Regions from separate parts of the Mus musculus genome. Here regions 1 and 3 are each linked to region 2. The links are chromatin contacts, called in public Hi-C and Micro-C maps. All regions are on one chromosome and are shown on one strand. The core of a region is the stretch at or near the end of the contact, and the rest is flanking DNA. Distances in the headings are between cores, read along the strand shown.

The links. A called contact is a pair of places that touch in the nucleus more often than the background predicts.
Region 1: a contact with region 2 is called in a Micro-C map of the HL-1 cell line, with 3 times the contacts expected there. The contact joins the promoter of Fgf15 here to the enhancer-like site in region 2. A contact is called at or near these places in 16 of 39 promoter capture datasets (3T3-L1-derived adipocytes, the C10 cell line, the HPC-7 cell line and 9 more), 4 of 15 datasets of contacts at CTCF or cohesin (CD8 T cells, the G1E-ER4 cell line and embryonic stem cells), 98 of 484 Hi-C or Micro-C datasets (2-cell-like embryonic stem cells, the 3T3-L1 cell line, 8-cell embryo and 62 more), 26 of 115 datasets of contacts at active chromatin or transcription factors (acute myeloid leukemia, cardiomyocytes, craniofacial prominence and 15 more) and 3 of 9 other capture datasets (adipose tissue, liver and pancreatic islet).
Region 3: a Hi-C map of uterus shows a contact between it and region 2, with 3 times the contacts expected there. The contact joins two enhancer-like sites. A contact is called at or near these places in 2 of 15 datasets of contacts at CTCF or cohesin (the G1E-ER4 cell line and embryonic stem cells), 35 of 484 Hi-C or Micro-C datasets (the AML12 cell line, the C2C12 cell line, the C3H10T1/2 cell line and 15 more) and 3 of 115 datasets of contacts at active chromatin or transcription factors (all in embryonic stem cells).

Annotation. Positions count from the first base shown.
Region 1 is chr7:144,895,247-144,897,946 of GRCm38.p6, forward strand. It overlaps Fgf15 (fibroblast growth factor 15), which reads left to right and starts at 1,286. Exons shown (of 3, transcript NM_008003.2): 1 at 1,286-1,685; 2 at 1,870-1,973. The coding sequence starts at 1,433. Gm26793 (a long non-coding RNA gene) reads right to left here. Exons shown (of 2, transcript XR_003946907.1): 1 at 1,830-2,700; 2 at 1-1,659. RefSeq lists a promoter at 1-1,371, enhancers at 1-435, 1-244, 265-297 and a cis regulatory region at 1,138-1,152.
Region 2 is chr7:144,775,009-144,777,708 of GRCm38.p6, forward strand. No RefSeq gene overlaps it. Among named protein-coding and RNA genes, the nearest start is that of Gm34964, 12 kb to the right of the region's middle. Within about 2 kb of position 1,258, at least 30 of the 459 cell types and tissues checked have an H3K27ac peak or open chromatin away from gene starts, as enhancers often do. A contact at or near this core is called in the Ba/F3 cell line, the HL-1 cell line, LSK cells and 6 more, where this site is marked.
Region 3 is chr7:144,688,821-144,691,587 of GRCm38.p6, forward strand. All of the region lies in intron 1 of Ano1 (anoctamin 1, calcium activated chloride channel), which reads right to left. Among named protein-coding and RNA genes, the nearest start is that of Ano1, 48 kb to the right of the region's middle. Within about 2 kb of position 1,256, at least 20 of the 459 cell types and tissues checked have an H3K27ac peak or open chromatin away from gene starts, as enhancers often do. A contact at or near this core is called in uterus, where this site is marked.

The DNA.
Region 1 (2,700 bases), core at 36-2,535, 120 kb after region 2:
GGCAATTAAGATTAATAGCCCGCGCTGTCGATTGAGAATCACAAGGGAGAAGTAATTAGATTTTACAGGAGACATCGCTCTCTAAAACAAGCCTCACAGCATGGGAGTCCCCGGTCCTGAGAGCCTTCGGTGATGTCTTTTTGTAAAGGCTTTCCTGATGACATTCTCCCAGAGCTCCGTCATTAATGCCAGTCACTGATGGCGTCTGAAAGTGGCGTGTTCCTCATTGAGATTCATCAGATCTGCCATTTCTCTGCTGTCCCGCCCCTGCAGACAGACCTCCCATCACCACGGAGCTAGGCCAGTACCTTTTTACCCAAACCAGCCTCCTGGGGCCCCACATACAGGAGTTGGGGGGTTGGAGGCATAATGAGAAAGGATAAGCGCTGAGCCAAAGCCCCCTGCGAGGACCCTTTCTTTCAGGCAGGGGAATTCTCTGCAGGCTGCCTCCTTTTCTTTGCAAGAGCGGCTCTAGGAGAAGCCCCCATTCTCCTCCCACCTGACCGGCCGCCAGCAGCGTCCACCGTTGCTCCTAGCTGGCCCCCTCCTCTCCGGTACGCAGCTGTCCCCCGCGCACAGACTCAAGGGCCTGATCATCGACCCAAGAGGGGATCCCGCGGCCTGCCGTGCTTCTGCACGCTGGTCAGTCCACCCTTCTCAAAAGTCGCAGCCCCAGTGACATTCCACTTGTGGAGTCCACGCGCGAGGCAGGCAGAGGACGTGCAGACAGCGACTGGCAGCACATTGGAGACCGAAACTAGGGCTGAAGCGCCACCTAGTGCGTGCGACACGTTCTCACGAGGTCTCCACCTTGTAGGGCAAATATCCATGAAAAGGGAGCCTAGGTCTGGGGCCGGGAGAATGAGGGAGGGTAGGATCTGCGATAGCGTGCTAAAGGAGAGATTCAAGACTCAAACAGGGGGCTACGGAGGCAGAGCTCTGCGTGCCTTCTAGTCTCTGTGACTGTCCCACGCGCATCCCTCTGAAAGCCCAGGGCCTGAAGACCTCAATAATTAATAGTAAAATTAAAATAGCCTATTCAATAACCACCAAGATACTGTGCATTGAACACTTGCTCCCCAGGCCAGGGTCGCAAAGGGGGGGCTCCTCCTCTGCCAGATCTGGCCGGCCTGGGCGGGGTCACTGGGTTGGGGCTTGAATGGGTGTGTGCGGGGGGCGGAGACTTGATGCAATTAGGAGGAGAAATGCTCTGATGCCCGGGTCACCTACCCGCGGGGCCCGCGGGACGAAACGTATATAAGGCCGCGTGCCCGGAGCCACCCCACTGTCGGAGCAGTAACTCTGTGCGCCCCACGCCACAAGCGCCCAGTTGCTTTGTGGGTTGTGCCTGCCCTGCGCCTGCAACTTGAGTCCCCGCCGCATCGCAGTCTCCGCGCCACCTTTGTAACGGCCTTCAGGACCCCGAGGTGTCATGGCGAGAAAGTGGAACGGGCGTGCGGTGGCCCGAGCCCTGGTCCTGGCCACTCTGTGGCTGGCTGTGTCTGGGCGTCCCCTGGCTCAGCAATCCCAGTCTGTGTCAGATGAAGATCCACTCTTTCTCTACGGCTGGGGCAAGATTACCCGCCTGCAGTACCTGTACTCCGCTGGTCCCTATGTCTCCAACTGCTTCCTCCGAATCCGGAGCGACGGCTCTGTGGACTGCGAGGAGGACCAAAACGAACGAAGTGAGTATCATTCAGCCCGTCCCCTCCGGTCCCTTAGGACCCAGAAGCACGTGGGTGTGTCGCCGTGGCCTTAACATCCTCCCACCCCTGACTTCCAGACTGGAGCTGGGGAAGGGCGATGCAGTGTGGCCCCGCTGTACTCACGTGTTGCTGGGGCCCGGCAACATCTTTCTCTTGCTCGCAGATTTGTTGGAATTCCGCGCGGTCGCTCTGAAGACGATTGCCATCAAGGACGTCAGCAGCGTGCGGTACCTCTGCATGAGCGCGGACGGCAAGATATACGGGCTGGTGAGTGTTCCTCCACGCGGCGGGATGCTCGCGGCCGCGTTGGGTCCGTATTGTTTTTGTTTGTTTGTTTGTTCTTTCGCCTCCTGCTCAGGTCCAAAAGGAACTTCGAGGGCAAGGTACCAATGATAGTGGGGCTAATATTGCTCTTGCCCGCCCTGCGTAAAGTGATGGCCCCAGGCTGTAGCGGGGGAGCAGGGAGACCAGAGAAGCTGTCTAATCTTCCCAAAGACTGGGCTAACTGCTGAGTCCCATTCAGCTTTCGGCCCCTTTGATACTGAACAGGAAAGCCTCCTCTCCTGGCTTTGCGTGTTCGTGGTCCTCGATTTCCTCCCCCTCCCTCAAATAAAAAAGAAAAGAAAAAGGAAAGAAGGGTCTTTTCAATCAATTTTTCTTAGGTCCATGGTGTGATGCAAAAATTAGATACTTTAGAAAGTACCCAAGATGCTCATCTGCTTGTGACCTGGGGGAACTGGAGTGAGGCGAGATGGCTAGGTTCACATAACCCCTAAAAATCGGTAGTCATGAAGTATGTAGGCTAGTGCTCTGTAGGAATAGAGGCTGGGTTCAAAGAAGCCTTCAGCCCTACCTCTGGCAGTACCAGTGCGAGGTCCCCCAGTGGGGAAGGATGGCTACCGGACTTAACGTTTTTGTTGTTTTGTTTCTTTAAGAGTCCCCAAATTGTCTGTGGCTCTGAAGTTGATTTATCTACATGAAAAGACCACAGAGA
Region 2 (2,700 bases), core at 8-2,507:
ACTGGGCTTTATTCCTTGAAGGACAAATAGGTCATTTGATATTTGACAGACAGTGACAACCAGAGACCCTGAAAAGCCAAGGTACTATGAGGACCGAAGTGCCGGGTCTTCCTTATCCAGAGAGTTAGGATGAGCGGGGGACTACAGCAAGTCCCTCTCTGCATGTCTTAGGGTATGCAGGCCACCATTACTGGCATCCTGCCTCCAAAACACTGTTTATACTGACAATGGTGGCCTTCAAATGCCCCCCACACACACACACCTTCCCTCAACCAAGATTTAGAAGGGCCACGCCTCTGAGCTTCTACTGACCTCACAGAACCTGTTGCTTCAAGGAGGGGCAGGTTTGAGCATAGGTGCTGGGAGGGGCAAGCTCAAACCCTGTAGCCAGGGCAGCCATAGGCCCCCAGAGCTGCAACTCTGAGGCACAGGGTGAGGAAAGGAGAGTGTGAGCCCTGCCTTCCTGGGGAATGTGAGTCCGTAAGAGCAACTGAAGAAAATCTGTGGGAGCTGGCTGCCAAGATGGACTCCAGGAGGGCAGACCCAGAGAGGGAGGAGTTATCCAGGAAGAAGCAGCTGAGTCCGAAGGGAGGACTCACTGCAGGGGAGGACACAGGCGAAGAGGACTCACCCTGAGACGGACTCACTCTAGGAGAGAGGGTCCTGTGCAGGAGGAAGTACTCATTCTAGGGGAGAACCTGGGGGAAGGACTCACCCTGAGAAGGATTCACTCCAGGAGAGAGAGTCCTGTGTTAAGAGGGAGGCTTCATCCGGGGGAGGAAGATCATGGTGAAGAAGATAGATACAACCAGGAAGGGGAACCAACCTGCTGACCTTCACCTCAGCAGGGAGGGGATGCTGCCCGGGCAGCCTGGTGATGACACTGAGGGCCTGTCCAAGAGTCCTGGAGGAGTGTGTGCACAAGGAGCTATACTGCAAACCTGTGAGCCAGCATGAGTGTACATTGGGAGAAGGTGTGTGCTCACGCCAGAGCATGTAGAAAGGCAGGCTAGGAGGCCAGTCAGACACCCAGGGGGCCTGAACGCCACAGCACAGAGCCTCTGATATCTTTGCTGTGGTTTGAGCAGACACAGTCCCTGTGGCCAGGATGTTGTGGGGTCCCTTCTGGAGTTTTTGAGAACTAGGGAAGGGGCTGAGAACTGCCTGGCGGGCTCTGGGGAGTTGGCCTCTGGACTCTAGGCGGTGAGAAGACAGCTAGGTCCCCAGGGAAGCCAATGTGAGGGCCTGTGCTGCCCCCTGGTGGTGAAGCATGCCTATTCCATGCAGCTGCCCGTCAGGGACTGTTGGGTAAGTATTAAAGGGTATTAAAGGTGAGGCCTTCCTAGTGGGGTTTTGTGACCTGGGACAATAGTACAGGTCATCCCCCACTGAGGCAGGGCCTCTGCCTGGTCACAGTTTGTCCTGGTCACTTGCTAGATTTTAATCCATCCCTCCACTATGTCCTACAATTCTCCTCTTTACAGTTTAAAAGAAACTGTGACCCATGCAGGGCTGTCCCTAACATCCAGCATCCAAGAGCCACCCCATTCTTAAGCCACTTCTTGCAGTGCTTTATGCCCTGGGGGACCAGGAACCTCCTCTGGGGGTGAGGGGAAATGTGGAGGAGCCTGGGAAGGAACAGGGGCCACCAACTCCATTCAGCCTTCCTCTCCACAGAGAACATTATGCCTCTGGTACCACCAGAAGCCAAAATATATGATCTGCTTTGAAACACTGTGTGGAAGTAAGGCAAGAGCTGAGGACGAGGAAGTGTGGGCTCCCAGAAGAAGACAGCTCAGTGTAGGTAGGGTGGAACCTGGCTGGTGAACACTGGTCTTTTTAAAGACCAAAGAAAGACAGAAAGTGATGTAAGAGGAAGGCATGTCTAAGAGACAGTGCCAGCAAGGGTCATCGGAAGGCACCTCTGACTTTTAAGCTTGGACCAGCTGAAAAAAAATTCTAGGGCAAGTGTGGAAGCTCACATCAGAGGCAGGGAATCTCTGTGTGTTTAAGACTAGCCCTGTCTACAAAAGTGGATTATAGGTTCAGTTAGACTTTGTCTTATTTTTAAAAAAAGAAGAAGAAGAAGGAGAAGAAGAAGAAGAAGAAGGAGAAGGAGAAGGAGAAGGAGAAGGAGAAGGAGAAGGAGAAGGAGAAGGAGAAGGAGAAGGAGAAGGAGAAGGAGAAGAAGAAGAAGAAGAAGAAGAAGAAGAAGAAGAAGAAGAAGAAGAAGAAGAAGAAGAAGAAGAAGAAGAAGAAAAGGAGAAAGAGAGGAGAGAGAGAGAGAGGCATTTCAAGCAAATAGGCGCCCTGGGGAAGAAAAGAACCTGGCATATATTTATAAGGCATTTTTCTAAGAGCCCCCAGTGGAGTTGAGGATGTAGCATAGTTGTAGAATGTTCGCCTAGCATTCACAAAGTCCTGGGTTCAATTCTCAGCATTACACAAAGCAGGGATGGTGACATGGGCCGGTCATCCCATCACTTGGGAGGTAGAGGCAGGAGGGTCAGCTTGAGCTGCGTGCGTAGCAAGTTTAAGGCCATCCTGGACTTATGAGACCCAGAGCATGCAGAGGCCCAGGAGCGAGTGGGCTGGAGCAAGAGGGAGAAGGGAAGGGGGTGGGGGTGGGGGAAAGATCCAGATTCAGAGAAAGAGAAAAATGATGGGGAGGGTATGTGCTAGGGTAGAACCATAGATAGG
Region 3 (2,767 bases), core at 6-2,505, 86 kb before region 2:
CATGTATGATTAACTACACAAAGATATACATATACAGATGTGCACACACACACACACACACAAACACACATATATACCCCCCCCTACACACACACACACACACACACACACACACACACACACACACACACACACAAGGTCTTTCAGAGATGAGAGGCAGAGCTCTCTTTCTGGTGGAGGGTTAGAATGAGAGGCCCTGAGCATGCCTCTGCCTGCAGCTCCTTACCTCCCCCCACCCCCACCCCGTCTGTTCCCAGCAACCTCTGGGCATCAGCAACCCTGCTCTCTGGCTGTGTGTCCTCAGTGCACTGGGCAGATGTCTTTCTGGGAATTACTGCGATGTGTTTTGGAAGAGTCAAAAGGCAGCGCTGCCTGGGGCCACATGGATTCCTCCTCTAGGAGGAAGAAGCAAAAACAAGGGAAGATTTAGTGGGGTCTCCTAGGATGCTCCTCTGCCTTGCCTAGCCCAGCAAGTCCAGTTCCCTCCACTCCAAGCCTTTGGCTAGGTTCCAAGTCAGGCTCAGCCACGTGTTTTCAAAATCCTTGCCCTGGAACATGAACTGTGAGCAAAGCAAGCCAGGACTCGGGGCAGCTTATATGCACGACTGCCAGGGCTCTGGAAGTTCCTTCCCGAGATCAGCCTCCTCCATCTCTTCCTGCTATGCCCCGGAACATCTGTAATGCAGTCCAGAGTTTCTCATTCCCCACTGAGACTTAGATAACAAATGTTCTGAGAATGGACAGTCTTGATGTAATTTACACTCAAGTGTGAATGACATTCCTTTCTCCACCATGCTACCACATCAGGCCCACAGACATCTTGGGATTGAAGGAAGTGAAGAAAAGGAAGAAATTCCCACACCAAAGCAAAGGAAATGGGAACAAGGAAGAAGTTTGGGGACTAGGAACAAAGACATCCTTTCTGTCCTGCTAGCCTGGCCTGGCCGCTGCCCCTGGAGGCAACCACACCAGGAGTGGGGGGTGACACCTGTCTGACTGAGGAGCCACCTAATGTTCACCTCTGTCTGAAAGTTCTTTCCAGAACAGCAGAGAGATAAAGAAGAGTTAAGCTGAGATCGGGAGGGGGGGGTGGTAAGCTGGGGGCCTGAGAAGGCAGCTTTTCAGATAAGAATCTGGTCCCTGGAGAACCAGCAGAGGGAGAGTGGGGGAGTGAGTACCAGACTCTTCCTGGTATGTGCTATGCAGAGGCAGGGGCCTGGCTGATGGCCCACAGCCTCTGCTCCAAGGGCAAAGTCCTCCAGACCCCCTCCTACAGACACATCCAATTCTTTGCACTCAACTACAGACCCTTGAGTCAGCCCTAAGTTGTTCTGATGGGGCAGGGAAGGGCTGGGTCCAGCCCCACTCCTCCACTTCCCCCCACCCCTCGCTGAGGAAGGCCAGAGAACCTCTGCAGCCAGGCTCAGCTTTGAACACAAAACAACCACGGTGTGCTGGGAGAGAATGCCGTGGGAGGATCCCCAAGTCTTCTCCTGCTTACTCCCAAAGCATTGAAAGATCTCAGATCAAAGAAAAAGTATGAAATAAGAGACCAGCGTTCAGATGAGACGCACCCAGGTCTGAGAGTGAGAACAAGAAGCCACCTGGCTACACCTACATTACCCTCTCCTGTCACCTGGTGCTGATGGGGACTGGGACAGGACCTTTAAAAAAAATAAGCAAAACAGACAAAGACAGAGTGGCAGGCACAGCCAGGTTGTGTTTCTCCAGAACAAAGGCTGGGGAGACAGGGAGACGGGGAGACATGGGTGGGTGGGGTCCGAGCCCTGATTCCACAGATTGCTACAGCTCTTAGGACCTAGTCTCCCCCTTATCATGTAAGTGGACACCCAGAGCACCAGACAGACTGCTCCCTTCACAGCCAGGGTCCTGACCCTATGGTAAGAGCTCCATTAACAGGAATTTGAGCTTATATTTAAGGAAAAAAAAATCACTCTGGCCACTAGGTACCAGGCCTCAGTAGGGGAGCCTCATCCTAGCCTGCCTATGCATTCAACACAGACATAATATAATATCAGGCCCAACAGCCTCTCCATTCTCCTTCTGTAACAAGATACAGCTTAAAAAAAGATGACCCAACATGGTAGTGAATGCCTTTCACCTTCCCAGCACTCCAGAGGCACAGGCAAGTAGATCTCTGTGAGTTCAAGACTAGTCTGGTCTACATAGTGTGTTCCATGCTAGCCAGGGCTACACAGAGAAACCCTGACTCAAGATCAGTCAGTCACTTAAGAGTCAGGAAAACACAGCAAATAGTGAAGACTCAGATAAACCATCACAAGGACCGAAGGGATTGAGGGGAGACCCCAGTATGGGGAGTGCCACTTCCACAAACAGAACCAGACTAGACTTCTCAAACCAAAACTAAGGGTGGGAGAGACAGAGCCGACAACAGGCTGGACAGACAGGAAGAAACCACTGGCCAGAAGATGGCTGAGGAGAGAATGGTAACACTGGAAGCCACTGCAGGCCAACAGGAGGCAAGGCAGGAAACCAAGGAGGCGGGATGTCCAGCTGCTGACCCTGCAGGGAGAAAAGGGGAGGGTGGGCTACCAGAGATGTGAAGAACATGACTCAGAACTGCAGACCTGACAGCATGAAGCTGCATGGGGTCCTGCACAGAGAAGCTTGTAGACCCGGAGGATGCATATGGAGGTGTGGTACAGCCTGGAAGAAGCACCAGCAACTTTGCTCATCCATTCTGAAGAAAATATCTGACTAAAGCAACTTGTAAAAGAAGGGTTTA